Regions from separate parts of the Mus musculus genome. Here regions 1, 2, 3 and 4 are each linked to region 5. A link is a contact called in public Hi-C and HiChIP or PLAC-seq data. All regions are on one chromosome and are shown on one strand. Each heading gives the region's core, a stretch centred on a gene start, on an enhancer-like site or on the middle of the called end of the contact. The rest is flanking DNA. Distances are from core to core; before and after follow the strand shown. Region 1 has its middle 210 kb from the start of 1700010I02Rik. Region 2 holds the start of Tpd52 (tumor protein D52). Region 3 has its middle 52 kb from the start of 1700010I02Rik. Region 4 has its middle 170 kb from the start of 1700010I02Rik. Region 5 holds the start of Stmn2 (stathmin-like 2).

Evidence for each region. A called contact is a pair of places that touch in the nucleus more often than the background predicts. HiChIP or PLAC-seq counts read pairs in DNA pulled down with a chosen protein or histone mark.
Region 1: a contact with region 5 is called in a Hi-C map of olfactory sensory neurons, with 2.7 times the contacts expected there. The contact joins the enhancer-like site here to the promoter of Stmn2 in region 5. A contact is called at or near these places in 2 of 39 promoter capture datasets (the 3T3-L1 cell line and embryonic stem cells), 1 of 484 Hi-C or Micro-C datasets (olfactory sensory neurons) and 1 of 9 other capture datasets (adipose tissue).
Region 2: a contact with region 5 is called in an H3K4me3 HiChIP or PLAC-seq map of forebrain, with 4 times the contacts expected there. The contact joins the promoter of Tpd52 here to the promoter of Stmn2 in region 5. A contact is called at or near these places in 2 of 115 datasets of contacts at active chromatin or transcription factors (embryonic midbrain and forebrain).
Region 3: a contact with region 5 is called in an H3K27ac HiChIP or PLAC-seq map of embryonic stem cells, with 5 times the contacts expected there. The contact joins the enhancer-like site here to the promoter of Stmn2 in region 5. A contact is called at or near these places in 4 of 39 promoter capture datasets (the 3T3-L1 cell line and embryonic stem cells), 5 of 484 Hi-C or Micro-C datasets (all in embryonic stem cells), 11 of 115 datasets of contacts at active chromatin or transcription factors (all in embryonic stem cells) and 1 of 9 other capture datasets (embryonic stem cells).
Region 4: an H3K27ac HiChIP or PLAC-seq map of embryonic stem cells shows a contact between it and region 5, with 8 times the contacts expected there. The contact joins the enhancer-like site here to the promoter of Stmn2 in region 5. A contact is called at or near these places in 2 of 39 promoter capture datasets (both in the 3T3-L1 cell line), 4 of 484 Hi-C or Micro-C datasets (the N1E-115 cell line, cerebellum, embryonic stem cells and 1 more) and 3 of 115 datasets of contacts at active chromatin or transcription factors (all in embryonic stem cells).

Annotation. Positions count from the first base shown.
Region 1 is chr3:8,160,942-8,163,779 of GRCm38.p6, reverse strand. No RefSeq gene overlaps it. Among named protein-coding and RNA genes, the nearest start is that of 1700010I02Rik, 210 kb to the right of the region's middle. Within about 2 kb of position 1,264, at least 20 of the 459 cell types and tissues checked have an H3K27ac peak or open chromatin away from gene starts, as enhancers often do. A contact at or near this core is called in olfactory sensory neurons, where this site is marked.
Region 2 is chr3:8,962,761-8,965,460 of GRCm38.p6, reverse strand. Tpd52 (tumor protein D52) reads left to right here and starts at 1,315. Exons shown (of 6, transcript NM_001025262.2): 1 at 1,315-1,614. The coding sequence starts at 1,479.
Region 3 is chr3:8,005,396-8,008,222 of GRCm38.p6, reverse strand. No RefSeq gene overlaps it. Among named protein-coding and RNA genes, the nearest start is that of 1700010I02Rik, 52 kb to the right of the region's middle. Within about 2 kb of position 1,387, at least 22 of the 459 cell types and tissues checked have an H3K27ac peak or open chromatin away from gene starts, as enhancers often do. A contact at or near this core is called in embryonic stem cells, where this site is marked.
Region 4 is chr3:8,121,964-8,124,663 of GRCm38.p6, reverse strand. No RefSeq gene overlaps it. Among named protein-coding and RNA genes, the nearest start is that of 1700010I02Rik, 170 kb to the right of the region's middle. Within about 2 kb of position 1,328, at least 22 of the 459 cell types and tissues checked have an H3K27ac peak or open chromatin away from gene starts, as enhancers often do. A contact at or near this core is called in embryonic stem cells, where this site is marked.
Region 5 is chr3:8,508,268-8,510,967 of GRCm38.p6, reverse strand. Stmn2 (stathmin-like 2) reads right to left here and starts at 1,441. Exons shown (of 5, transcript NM_025285.2): 1 at 1,338-1,441. The coding sequence starts at 1,356.

The DNA of each region.
Region 1 (2,838 bases), core at 15-2,514, 350 kb after region 5:
GGGCTGTTAGGCCCCTCCTCACCTCTCTTTTACCCTTTTCACCCTCTCACTCCTCTCTCTTTGTCTTCTCTCCTCTCTCACTCTTCTCTCTTTCCTTTGCTCTCTTACCTCTCACTTCTCTCACTTCTGTCTCCTCTTTCTCTCCTCTCCTCTCCTCTCCTCTCCTCTCCTCTCCTCTCCTCTCCTCTCCTCTCCTCTCCTCTCCTCTCCTCTCCTCTCCTCTCCTCTCCTCTCTCCCTCTTACTCTCTGCCTTTCTAGCCTTTTCCCTCCTCTCTCCTTTCTCTCTTTCTCCCTGCCTTTCTACAATAAAGCTCTAAAATCATACTCCCTGCCTTTCTACAATAAAGCTCTAAAACCATAGACAGTCTCTGTTCATCAAGATCTGCTGTGCTCACTCTCACTGGTGTGGGAACCTCTCTTCCCTCTTCCCACTCTCCCATAACTCCGGGGCTTTAGGGAGTAGCCCCAGGGCTCCCAGGCTGGGATCCCCTTGTCCACCCCTGGAAGAGTGGGTCAGAGACTTGGGTGCCCACCTGGGGCTGAGTGGAAAGCGTGTGTCAGCCCTCCCATGCCTGCCTGTCCAGAGCATAGGTAGTACTCTGGTGGGGCGTGGGTCCTTCCTTCCCCCTCTTCCCCCGGACCCCTTTTTAGTTCCCACACATGCTCACCATCTAAAAACAAATTGATTCTTTGGCAGCATTGGTACTTTAGAACTCATGGAGACCAGATGCCCTGACTGCTAAAGAAGGTGGTCTTTGTTGCCTGTTTTTCCAAGAAGAATGCTGTTTCTACATTAACTAATCTGGGAAAAGAAGAAATAAAATCCAACAGGTACAGTCAGACATCCAGAATCATAGAGAATGTGAGGCCTCCAATTCCTGGATTTTCAAAAACCCTATATGGAAGTGGATACTCCCCTTTGTTATGTCTTTTCTCTTCATTTTCCTGGCATTACTATTTTCCCCTGCCTCATTAATATTGTTTCCACATTCCTTCAAGGACAAATTCAAAAACATCTCTAACCAAACAATTAATCATTTACTTTTACAGGATTGCCAGCTGCTGTCCACAGAGAAGCCTGAAGTGAGTGATTACCAAGTGGACCCCAATGCTGATGCCACTATTCTCATCTCCCCCTTTCCCCCCTTCTCTTTATGTTAAAAATGGAAGTATGTTGGCATCAGAAGCTATTTACAGTCTCTGAATCCAGCGATGACATCACCTCTTGGCAACAAAGACTCTCTTGTGACTGTTGCCATGGCAATCACCAAACATTCCCAACATGCACTTCACCTGCACACCTCATCTATGCATAGGGGTGAGCATGATTACATTACAGCTTGAATAAAAGGCAGAGACCTCAACCCTTCACCCCTTCTTCCTTGCCTCCTTATTCCTCTTCCTCACTTTCCTGCAAAAGACCTCTTTTCATTGGTACTGGCCTGGTCCGATCTGTCTGGATATGAGCTGCCTTCTAACACAACAGCATCAACTTTTGGATTAAACACATTTATACATATACATGTTTAGATACCCATACTGTACCCACACACTTGCAATCATATAATCACAGATACATACGTGCACTACACACATACATGCACATGCATACACAAACAAACACATGCATATGTGCAGACACGTGCACATACACACATGCAAACATAGCCCCCACCCTAGACATACTTAGTAGACATGTAGGTAAAATGAGCAAAACAAGACAAATTTTTGTTTCTGCTTATTCTGTCATCATGCAAGTGTACACCTCAGTTGTACTCCTCCATTCTGTGTGTATCCAAGACTTTTCAGTCAACATGAACAAGGATTTAGATATTTAATTAAACATAGATCATGGAAGGTGGCAAAGGCATAAAAGCAGAGACTAGAAATAAAAAGGATTAGGGAAAAATATCCAGGAATATCTCCTAGGTCTCTCAGACTGTAGGGGATATTAAACAAGGAATGTAGCCTGGTGTGTTTAGTGACTGCTGTTTCTACAAATAACTCCTAATCTTATCAGAAATTGGAAATGCCCCACCCCATCTCACTGGCGAGCTATTTCTCCCGATACTAGTTTATAAGTAGAATAAACAGTATTGGGATTATGTTCGTCCATTAGCTCTACCATGAAGAAATGGCTGGGGAAGACATTGGAAGGACTTTGTGATAATAACCAAGAACTAGCTAAACAGTATTTATGCATACTGTTATGAAGTTTCTAGACATCAATAGTTTATTACTACTTTTCCTGCCTGGAGGAGAAAGAGTTGCATTGGCCAGAGTACATTTGTAGAAAAACCACAGAAAAGAAAATTGCATATGTGTACTTTCTTGGTGTCTTCATAATTGGTCTGGGAGCTGAATGGTTCTGGTGACTTTCCATTAACAGTGCTTGACTTTCCATGGAGAATGCTTAGCAAAATAAGAAAAAAAAAAAAACAACAAAAAAAAACTAGTATCTTCTCCATCAGAAGTAGCATACACAATGTGACTAATATATGTTACATTTAATTCTCTTTTACTGTGAATTTTAATAGCTTAGATCATACTGTAGTATGTATAAAAATTTCTGATTGTATGAATATGCTCATATGTGCAGCTACTTATCTATGTTTTCATATCTTTATTAACAATATAATTTTAATAATGTTTTTCACTTTTGTCAAACCATATTATTATATTTAAAGCATTTTAGGTATTATTATAATTGTCCTAAATTATCAATATTCTTTGCTTATATTGCTTCTATTCTAATAAAAAATAACTCACTTCTTAGTCCAGGGTTACAATCCTTGTCCTTGACCTTATATGGAAAGAATTTCCATGTCACTTGTTGA
Region 2 (2,700 bases), core at 66-2,565, 450 kb before region 5:
GATGAATATGGATCATCTTAGAGATTTTGAAGACTAGTCATACACTGGAATTTCTGCTCATCATTAAAATGGTTTGCTTTTGGGGGCTGGAGAGATGGCCCTGGGTTAAGATTGTTTACTGCTCTTACAGAGGACCCAGGTTCAGTTCCCTGACTTCATATAGTGCGTCATAACTGCGTGTTGGTCCTAGGGGATTCTGTCAACCTGTTCTGACTCCTACTGACATGAACTCGAGCCCACACAAACAACACAATAGAAAGCTCAGGCCTTACATTTCAGAGACTATAAATAGATTCCAGAGATTATGTATTGTTTTTGTGTTTTTGAGATGGGGTCTCTCATTGAAGTCCCAGCTAGCTTCATGGCAATCCCCCTGTCTCAGGTTTCTGAGTAATGTGATTATGGCATGAGCCACCATGCCTGGCTTGACCTATTTCCTCCTTTTAACTTAGTTCCACCAAGGGCCTGCAAGCGCTGTTGGGTCACAGCAATAGCCATGGAGAGAGCATGAGCAGGGTCTCTGGAGGCCTGGGATGGAGGAAGTGGACTTGGTGATTGTAAAGTTTTACCAGCCAGCTCCCTTTCTGCCTGGAGGGTGTGCCAAAGAAACAAGTTCTTTGTAGAGCCCTGAGGGCATGCCTGACTTTGCTTAAACAAAGGAGCTGAAACACCCCCTGCCCCCAGCTGTGGGAGTTTCAGCCCCCCCACCCCCCACCCCGGAAGCGGTGGGAGCTGCCTGCACCTTCCAGCTACTTCCTATGAAAACCTCATTCTTCCAAAGAGTCAGTTTAAAATTGTTTGACAGTTATTCAGATTCTGCTTTAGAAAAAAAAAAAAGGATGATGGGTCTAGCTTTATTTTTGTATTAGGTTCTGCTTAAAAGGCTGCTTGCTAAACACGGGATGCCAAGCTCTCAGAATCCTGTATAATATAGGGTGCAAGAAAAGTATCACCCAGATGGCATTTTCGGGGAGATTACTGACAGATAATCCTCTCTTGTCCTAGAAGATTAAGTCTGCCCCGCCGACGATGTGGTCAGATGACCGGTCTAAAAAAGTTGTATTTTAAACAATATTCCTGCTAGTGTCTAGTGTTTGTACAACTGAATGGGGCTCCAGAGTGGGGGGCCTCCTTTGTGTACAGAGGGAAGGCCACTCCCTCTGCCCCGGTTATTCTTTGTTCAGTGAATTAGCGACAGGTGGTGACTAGGGCCCTCCTAAGGGAGGAGTCACTACAGACCTGCTCGTGGGAGCCGGAGCCACGCCGGGGCCGGAGCTGGGCGGGGCTTTAAGCCCGGTTCCTCTGGGCCGGAGCTGGGCGGGGCTTTAAGCCCGGTTCCTCTGGGCCGGAGCTGGGCGGGGCTTTAAGCCCGGTTCCTCTTCTCACCTGGGCTGCACAGGTCAGCCGGATCTCCCTCAGCCCGGGGCTCCCAGGCTGCCGCAGCGCCATGCTCGCCTTGCTCGCTGCCTTCAGCTAGCATGGAGTGCAGAGATATGGAGTTGGCTGATGATTACCAATCCCCCTTTGATTTTGATTCTGGAGTGAACAAGAACTACCTCTACCTCTCTCCAAGCGGGAACACCTCGCCGCCTGGTTCACCTACACAGAACGTTGGTAACTATTTGTGTAGTGAGTTCCCTCTGCTGTGTTCTTCAACATGGGAAGTTATTTTTGGTTGTTAACTGTTTAGAGTGGGACAATGAATTTTAAAGTTGGCACCGTCTGTTTCTATGCTCCTTAGAGGTCTGTGGATGTGCGGTGATGGTGAATGACACGGAGGGTCTTGGGGTCAAATAGTGGGTACAGTTTTAAAATCTGCCTAGGCAGTGTCTTAGTAAAGGATGCTTAGGCATTCAAAACCGTTCACCACACTCAAGGGCCTGGTGAGTGTGCTACAATAACACCACAAGTATCAAGGTGAAGATAGGCTTGGGTTTTCCCTTGGGAGACCAAAAGCCATGTAGACAAATAGCTATGTACACCTCACAGTTTCCAAAAGGGAAAATGAAAAACCACCACACCTTTGGAAGCAGCTGTTTCTTCCCATGTGGGACACGGATTTGTTCACAAGGCGGAAACCAGGCTGTGACAGTCTGAATTGATCCCCACATAGGGTCCAGCAGAAGTGGGGACAGCCTCCTTCCCAGCTTGCAGGAAGGATCCTATTGCTTGCCAAGAAGAGGAGATGGCTTAATGAACTCCTCTGTCAGAGTCAAGGAAGCAACTTGGCTTTCCCAGAAGAAGTTAATTATTTCCTTACTGTGGAGAATTGGTTACGTTTTGTTCTTTTTAAACAGTAGAGCTTGGGAAACCTAGAAGACAGTGAAGGACAGACTGTGGCACCTCTGATCCAAGCTGCTGGGGGTTTGGACGTTTGCAGGGCACAGGTGTGTGCTAACACAGCATGCTTCAGTGCTTGGTTATAGCAGCCACCTTTGAGGTATAGTCTGGATTTTCAGAAACCCACATATGTTGATAGTTTCAGGCTAACACTGCCCTCTAGAAGTTGGAAGCTGTTAGTAATGTCTGTGGGAGACAGGGCATGGGAAAAGCATTTTTCTTCTCATTTTCACACTTCCCTTGCCTGTGACCCATGTGGGATCTCTGGGCTTCCCCGTTACCCAGCACTTAAGAGGGGGGATGACCTAGTTCTAACTTGTGGGCTTGTGAATCAGAGCAGGGCTCACAGTGGGGACGGTG
Region 3 (2,827 bases), core at 138-2,637, 500 kb after region 5:
CAAAACTCCCATTTTCCATGAACCTTTCTTTTCCCATATCCTCTTGTAGGTGGGATAGAAGGTAGTTTGAAGTGTTAAAGAACCATAATTAAAGTAGGCTTTGTGTTTGGGACTGATAGTCTAAGTTCCAGAGAAATAGCTAGGTACTTCCACTATATGAGAACACAGGTAAAGGCATCATATACAATCTAGTTCTTATCAGACACTGAATCTGAGAATATCTTGAACCTTGCCTTCTCAACCTTGGGAACTAGGAAACAGGTTTTTGTTGTTTATAAGCTATGCAGGTTATAGAATTTCTCTGTGGCAGCTCAAATAGCCTAAAGTTTGTCAGAACACCAAAGCTCTAGCCATAGCTTTTTTTTCTGGGAATTACAGTCTTACGTTACTAGATTTCAGAGACATCCATATATTAACATTTACTAAGTATCTATTATAGAGAGAATGTCTTATGTATTGTAAGAATACATCACTTGTCTTTTATTTTTTCTTTGCTTTGTTTTTTATTGGTTATTTTAATTATTTACACTTCAAATGTAAATAATTACATTTCCCAGGTACCCCTCTACAAACCCCATACACCCTCCCCCATATCTCCTGCTTCTTTGAGGGTGCTCCCCCACCCATCTACCTACTCCTGTCTCGGGGCCCAACCATTGTCCTATGTTGGGTTATTGAGCCTTCAGAGGACCAAGGGACTCCCCTCTCACTGATGTCAGCTAAGGTAAACAATTCTCTGTTACATACACAGCTGGAGCCATGTGTCCCTCCATGTGCACTCTTTGGTTGGTAGCTCCCTGGGAGCTTTGAGGGAGTCTGGTTGGTTAATATTGTATTTCTTCCTATTGGGATGCAAACCCCTTCAGCTCCTTCAGTCCTTCCCCTAACTCCTCCATTGAGGTCCTTGTGCTCAGTTTCGTGATTTGCTGCTCAGAGCCACATTAGTTTGGCTCTGGCACAGACTCTCAGGGGACAGCTATACCACGCTCCTGTCAGCAAATGTTTCTTGGCATCAGCCATAGTGTCTGGGTTTGGTGTCTGCAGATGAGATAAATCCCTAGGTGGAGCAGTCTCTGGATGGCTTTTACTTCAGTGTTGCGTCTGGCCAGCAGCTCACATGCCTGGGTTCTAGTCTGGAAAGGCATCTTGGAAACCTGGAAGAGAAGAAGGGGGGCTAGGCAGCACGAGAGAAAGACAGAACCAAGACAATCAGTCTGATCAAGGTTTGATTTTACCATTTCCGACACTGGGTTATGAAACAGGGGAAGGGGGCCAATTCCCCGCCAAATCATCCTGGAGTAAAGTTTCAAGTGACCACGTGATAGCTCCGAACAGCTAGGCAGCGGGCAGTAGAAGTGGGCGTGACAGGGTGGCAGGCCCCACCCTGATGCTTTCTTTGTGCTAACAGTGAAACTTGATCAGCCAGGTTTCAGGCTGGGGAGGGGGGTTACATCTCCTCCCTGTTGTTAATATAAAAAAGAAAAGGCTGGCCTGAGGCATAAAATTTATTTATACTCTATAGTTCTGCCTGAATTTTAGGACCTAAAGAAGAAACCTGTCTCAGTGGGATTTCTTAACTTTTCTTAAGGTAAACCATATCTGGATAAGACTGTCCTAGTAAACATCTAGCAGACTAGCCCTGATCTGTTGGCTCGGTCTTTTTTATAATGCTAATTAGTTACTGAATAGGTAACTTCCTAGTTGAATTCTAAGTAATCAGTTACTCAGTCTTTCTTGGACTTTGGAACACTGGCTTAACTATGTCAAGATTCAAATTTAAAAGGCACTATAGTAACATAACTGTAAAGGAGAGCACATGGATCCATACACCAGACAAACTCGGGGATAGGGTAAGAGTGTGCGGGTTAATGAGAACGCCAAGGCTCCAGGAGGTGAGCTTCTGTGAAACTCTTGCCTCACGAGTGCTTTCTAGGCTTCTTAGCCTGTCAAGCAGACTTCACCGGAGTATGCGTGGCATTCCCCCTGTACTTTTATTATTTAGCTGAAGTTCTAGGATGTCCCGCCTCGTCGTAGCTACAGATTTTAGGAGTGCTCTAAAGATGAGTGGAAACACAATGATTACTAATAAAATAGTGCCAATAATTATAGCAAATAGGATTATATATTGAACCCAATCTAGGGGATTCAATGTATTTAGGTTATTTTTAAATCTATGGCCAATTCATCAATGTTCCAAGTGTCCAAGTGACTATTGCTAATATCTGAAATTTCTGCCTTTTTAGCTCTAATAGAAAACCTAAATCTCAAATCAGACCTAAAGCCACAACATATGCAGGAATGTCTTTAGAATGAAAATAGCAGCTGCCACCTGAATGCTCTTGGGGGCGGGGATGTACGAATACTGCAGTCAGGCTGAAGGTGTTGATTGACCTGCTTGAAAGACAAAATCTTAGACAGTGAGAGTAACATCACAAAGCTTCTTTTGGGGAAGTCCAGGTACTTTATTCAGTTGCAAATTAGCAAGGCTCAAGCTCAGTCTCCAGGCTGGTTTTAGAATTAGTGAAAAGGCCAGAGATTCTCTGGAAGTGGGGGCTGTGCTCAGAATTAACTTTGCTAGACAATTAAGAATATTAGTTATCTACAATAGGAATCTCTAATATTGGGCTAAATATTAGACCAGCCTAAGATTGAGTTAGAAATTTTTTAAAATTTATTGGATATTCTATTTATTTACATTTCAAATGTTACCATATTTCTCAGCTTCCCTTCTGAAAGTCCCCTACCCCATCCTCCCTACCCTGCTTCTATGAGGGTGCTCACCTACCCACCCACCGACTCCTACTTCCCCACCCTGGCATTCTCCTAC
Region 4 (2,700 bases), core at 79-2,578, 390 kb after region 5:
GGGGTACTGAAGGGGTTCACAAGAAGGAGGGTTAGGGTAACCCAATCACAAAAGAACACATATGGTATATACTCAATGATAAGTGGCTATTAGCCCAGAAGCTCAGAATCCTTAGAGGGGGAACAAAATAGGCATGGATGGAGTTACAGAAGGAGGGAATCGGGGTGTTATACCATGATTTACTTAGTTATTTCCATGGGAAGGGGGGGGCAGAAAATGAGCAAAATTCACACTTGAAGACACGCAACACCCACTTCAGTGAAGTATGCGTGACACGCCTAAAAGCCTAGATGCAGTCCCGAGGCAAAGAGTTTCACAGAAACTTAGCCTCCTGGAACCTTGGCATTCCCATAGCACATATGCTCCAAACCTGTCCCCGTGTTAGTCAGGTGTATGGATCTGTCTGCTCTCTTTCAGTATTATTTTATTGTAAGTGCCTTTAAAAATTGATTTTGACATATAGCTAAGTTAGATTAGCTTCTACCAGTGTTCCAATGTCTTAGGCAGTCCTTGAGCTGACCCTAAGCTTGGAATTCAGTAAGAATGTTACCTATTCAGTAACATTCAAATTTACCTCTAATAGAGACAGTGAAAGTAATCAGGCATTACAATTTACTTGAGTAGAGCTAGAAATCTCAGGGCTAGTCTACATATTAAATACTTAGAACAATAGCCAAGTCACTCCCATACACAGGAATTTACAATGGCCTAGGAAGAAGGTGGGTTGTGGTTTTAGGAACAACTAAAGGATTGTATTATTCATGAAAGGGTTAGTAGAACGGAATTCCCCTGTTGCATGTTTTTTTCACTAGGCCCAGAGGAATAGCACAATTAGGTATTTACTAAGGGACCCCTGGTGGTGGATTTAACAATAGACTAGCATTGCATCAGACCATTCACCTGGCTCCTGTGTTTAGCTGATTTTAGATAAGGGCTGTTCCTATCTCAGTTGTAAACACTGCCTGGCTCCCCCAGATTTTTATTGTATGCATTTTCTTTGTTTTGTGTAAAGAACCATTATGCATCTCGATGTACCTTGGTGGATGTATTCTCCTAGCTTAGTTGTTTTTCTTCTGTATTATAAGACTGGCGCTCACTATGAAACATTACATTCAGGTACAACACTCCCTTGTGTCTGTGTCTGTTTGCCACCTTTTTGCTGACTCCCTGCCTACTTGTACTGGGACCCTGATTTCTCCTGCGGATTGAGGGGACCGACTGAGGCCAGTCCACAGCAAAGATGTGCTACAGAGCAGGAACCAGACTCAGAGACTGGACTTGGAGGAATAGAGGGAGAACTGAAAATAGGCTGCTAGCCTACTGGCTTGCTTCCCTGGGGAGAGCATTCTGTGGGTTTCTTAGTAGTAACTGCCAGAGTTGGGCCTGGGAGAAAGCACTAGGTGGGGAAAGGAAGCTTGGAGGGGAAGGTCTGTGTAAGTCACTGAAGACTGGTGCTAGTGGAGAAGGGAGGACGCTCTGCTTCACAGCTGGGGATAAGACTTAGGGATTGGATTTGGAGGAGCAGAGGAGGAAGTAAAGATTTGTACTTAGACTTCCTCCGTCCCTGGGCAGAGTGGCCTATGGGTTCTTGGGACCTGCTGGATTGGGGGATGAAGGTTCCTGGGATAATGAAATGAGTTGGGGGAGAGAGGCTAGGAGGGTTCGACCATTGGGATGTGCTAGAGATAGGAAGAGGCTGCTCAGGTTTTCTGCTGTAGATCTGGGGATAAGACTGGGGCATTACATCTGGAAAAGCAGAGGAGAGGTTGAGATCTACAGTGTATCTGTTTCTCTAACAGGAGTGGCTTATCCCTTCCACGATTTAAATTTTAGTTTTTAAATGAACATTGGCTGCATGAATTTTCTATAGGAAATGACATTTTCCTTGAATTAAAAAAAGATGTCTGAATATTTTAATGTGTGGTAGAATTGATCTTTAAGATTTTGTGTCTCCTACTTAGTGAAAAAATGTATACATAAAGTTTTACTCATCAATTCACATTTAATTTTCATCTAAATGACAAAATGTGTAGGTGGCTGAACAGACAGTTAAATGAATTGCATAAGAGACAAAATGTCGACACTTACATTCTAATACTTTCCAGAAGATGGTCAATGAGTTAATGCCCAAGAAGCAAAAAGAATATTTAAGTATGTCTACACTCCATAGTTCTAGGGGTTTATTTTGAAACCAATTGATATGTAGCTAAGGTTTCATTAAATAGCAAAGTTACTAAAGCTGCTTCAAGTTCATCTATCACAAAGCCCCTGCCCGCAAAGTATTTTTTTCCTCTAATGCAGATACATGTGACTTTTTTGAACTGCTTATCAAGAATTTGAATAACTGTAATGTGCATTCTCTCTTCTTTCTGAGCATAGCTAGGTCCTTCCTTGTAGATATCTCTGTGGAAGACTATTTAGAACTGAGATGATACAAATATTGGCTCTAGTCACAATAACTTTAGTCTTAGATGATAACTATACAAGTGATAATAGCAATAACAGTTTGTATCTGTTGGTCCATTCTACTATAGCCACTGTGCTGAGGTGTTTTCTGTGCTCAGTTGTTGTCTGTACCACAGTAAGCTAGAAACAGAAACAATATGACTGTTAGGTGTGATTTATCAAACTATGCATTCATTTTATTTAATTTATCGTGATATTCTTCTATATAAGAATTCTATACAGTTCTTAGATTAT
Region 5 (2,700 bases), core at 192-2,691:
CAGGACCTTTTCGGAACGATGGCACTGGATCTAGACTGGACTCTATTGCGGTTTTACAGATTTGGCTCCGTCTGACCCACAAAATTGAAATTGCACGAGGCTCATCTTAAAGACCTTGACCTCTTTTGCTTTATGTCACCCTTACACATCTTTATCTGTATTATTTTCTGTATACCCTTCTAGGTTCCCTAATTGCCCCCTCCCCTCCCCCCGAAATGACCCAAGGAGTTCAGAATAGCTCCCCCACCCCCTGCTTCTTTCCCTTTTTTGATTTTTTTTTTGCCACTATGTTTAAATATCCTATTTAATGTGGTTCTGAAAAATATGTTAACGAAGAACAATGAGGCCAGGGTGGAGCGGCTGAGGTTAGCGGTCAGGTCAGGCACGCAGGCTGCTAATGAGTGAGTGGGGCGTGGCGGGGCTCTGCCGTTCCCGCAGGGTTGGGTTTTTCAGTGTTGTGCTGAGCTCCCCATTAGGCCCCCATTCTACTGAGGGTGTGGAGCTGGGTCCGGGTGGGGACAGCTTGACTCTGCACAGGGTGGGGCTGTCCGCATAGTATGCCCAGCGCTGCAGGTGCCCCCCCCCACACTCCCACCATTGCTTCACACACAAAGAAACCCCACCCCGGCGCCTTGGGAAGCCAGGTCCCTTTACCCCTCCCTGCCGCGCACGCTCTCCCGCCCCTGCAGCTGCCCACCCGCGCCCTCCACGCCCTCCTCCTGTTTCCCCTCCCTCTTCCTAAAACAAAGGAGCTAAGGTCCTACCCCACCCCTCCGGCCGCCTTACCTCCCCGCACCGCGCCCCAAGACTAGTGGTTTTTCCAAGATAGACAATACCATTAAATGTGCCCACTCCCCTCCCCCGTTCCCACTCCTCTCTCAAACCTCCAGGATGGGACCGCTTTGACTTTGCATTTTCTCTTTTATTCCAACATCACTCCCTTCCTGTCCCTATTATCTTTTTAAACTACAGAATAAATATAGGACGTTCAAAACCACTTTCCGAAATGTCCCTTCACCTCACTAAAGGCAAATCGTTAAGGTAGCCCCCTCCCCTCTGATGGACACTTTAGTTTTAAATATGGAAGCAGAATAAAATTCCTACCCATTGGAGGAAAACTTACCTGCTTCTATCTTTTAAAAAGAAACCATTTACTTTAGTTTTTCAAAGACACCCTTCCCCCTTTGGTCTCTTAGAGCTCCCTCCAACCTTTCCCGGTTCCTGTCATGAATGTCTTTCCCTTTATAAAATATCTTTTAATGTCTTTAGAGATCCGAGAGAGAAAGGGAGAGATTGGCTCCAGATAGAGCCCGTGGGGAGCAAAACGCGATTCTTACCCATTGCTGTTTTAGCCATTGTAGGGATGTGCACGCACGGAGTGGTGGCGAAGGCAAAGGAGAAGGGTCCAGCTGTAGCCGCGGAGAGAGCGAGAGAGGAGTCTGAGTAAGGCACTGAGTCTGCAGAGTGGGACCGTGCTAGAGAAAGAGCAAGAGGCAGGAGCCCATGAATAATTATCACGCAGAAGCTCAAGCAGATTGGCTCTCAGGGTCCCCTGACATGACTCCCGCAGAGTGAGAATCTCCAAGCATTAAATATTGATCGGCCAATGGTGCTGGAGTACAAAGTACCAGAATGCAGTTTGAAATGGAAATCAGTCCTTGTCTGGAAGCTCCCCCCCATTTTGGAGCCCAATAGTACAGTCCAAGTGGAGTGGTGCCTTAGCCTGGAAGCCTCCTTGGAGCTAAGGACTGGGCTGTGCTTACCTGTACCCAGGAGGCTATACTTTGCTCAAACATGTGTCATTGCATAGATTGGCACAGAGAAGGAATAGACTCAGGGGCCTGAGAACCCACCCCAGTGTGCTGAGTTTTGGAAAAATCTGTTTAAAGCTTGTGTTACCAGTGTTTCTTATTTTCTCTTTTACCTTTGGCCCTGCCCTTGGTGAATCCTGGCCTCCCTAATATATGATGGAATTCCCAAACCAACCCATGTCTGGCTGTGGTGGCAGCTCAGAAATGGCCTGGGCTACTGGTCTTTCTTTCTAGCATAGCTGGGCTCCAGAGTGCATGATCTCAGGAGGGTCTTATAACAGAGGGAGGGTGGCTGTCTTTTCCTCCCTTTAGCATAGAGGAGAGGACTGTTGGCTACCTGGGCAGAGATGTAAGTTCCATCTAAGGACATGATGCAAGAAAGCACACGAACTTGGACAAGGAGTGATTTTTCCTGCATTCACAGTCAGATTAAGCACTATGAAGTGCAATGAACTTTGAAACATTATAAACAAGGTATTCACTCATTCACTCATTCATTCGTTCACTTCAAAAAACATTTAGCAAATGTCCATTCTTTCTCAATTCCTATATTTTCTGAGCATGTGCAGAGCACTGGAGACACAGCATCAGGGATACTTTTTGGACCTGTGTTCATGGAACTTTTGATGTGCAGGATTGAACTCTACTGTACTGACATTGTATCAGCCTAAACTCATGTAGGAATTGTGGTTGAGATTTAAAAATAGCAAGAAAGAGATACTTCCATCTCAGAGATGAAAAAAAATAAAAAAAAGAACATCGTTGCAGTGTGAACATGAATGAAACACTCTTTAACTTTAAAGGTATCAAAAATTAAGATTTTGCCCATTGGTAAATTGTTTGGTAGTTACTAGGTTACACTTAAAAAAAAATTTTTTTTTTAAGTATC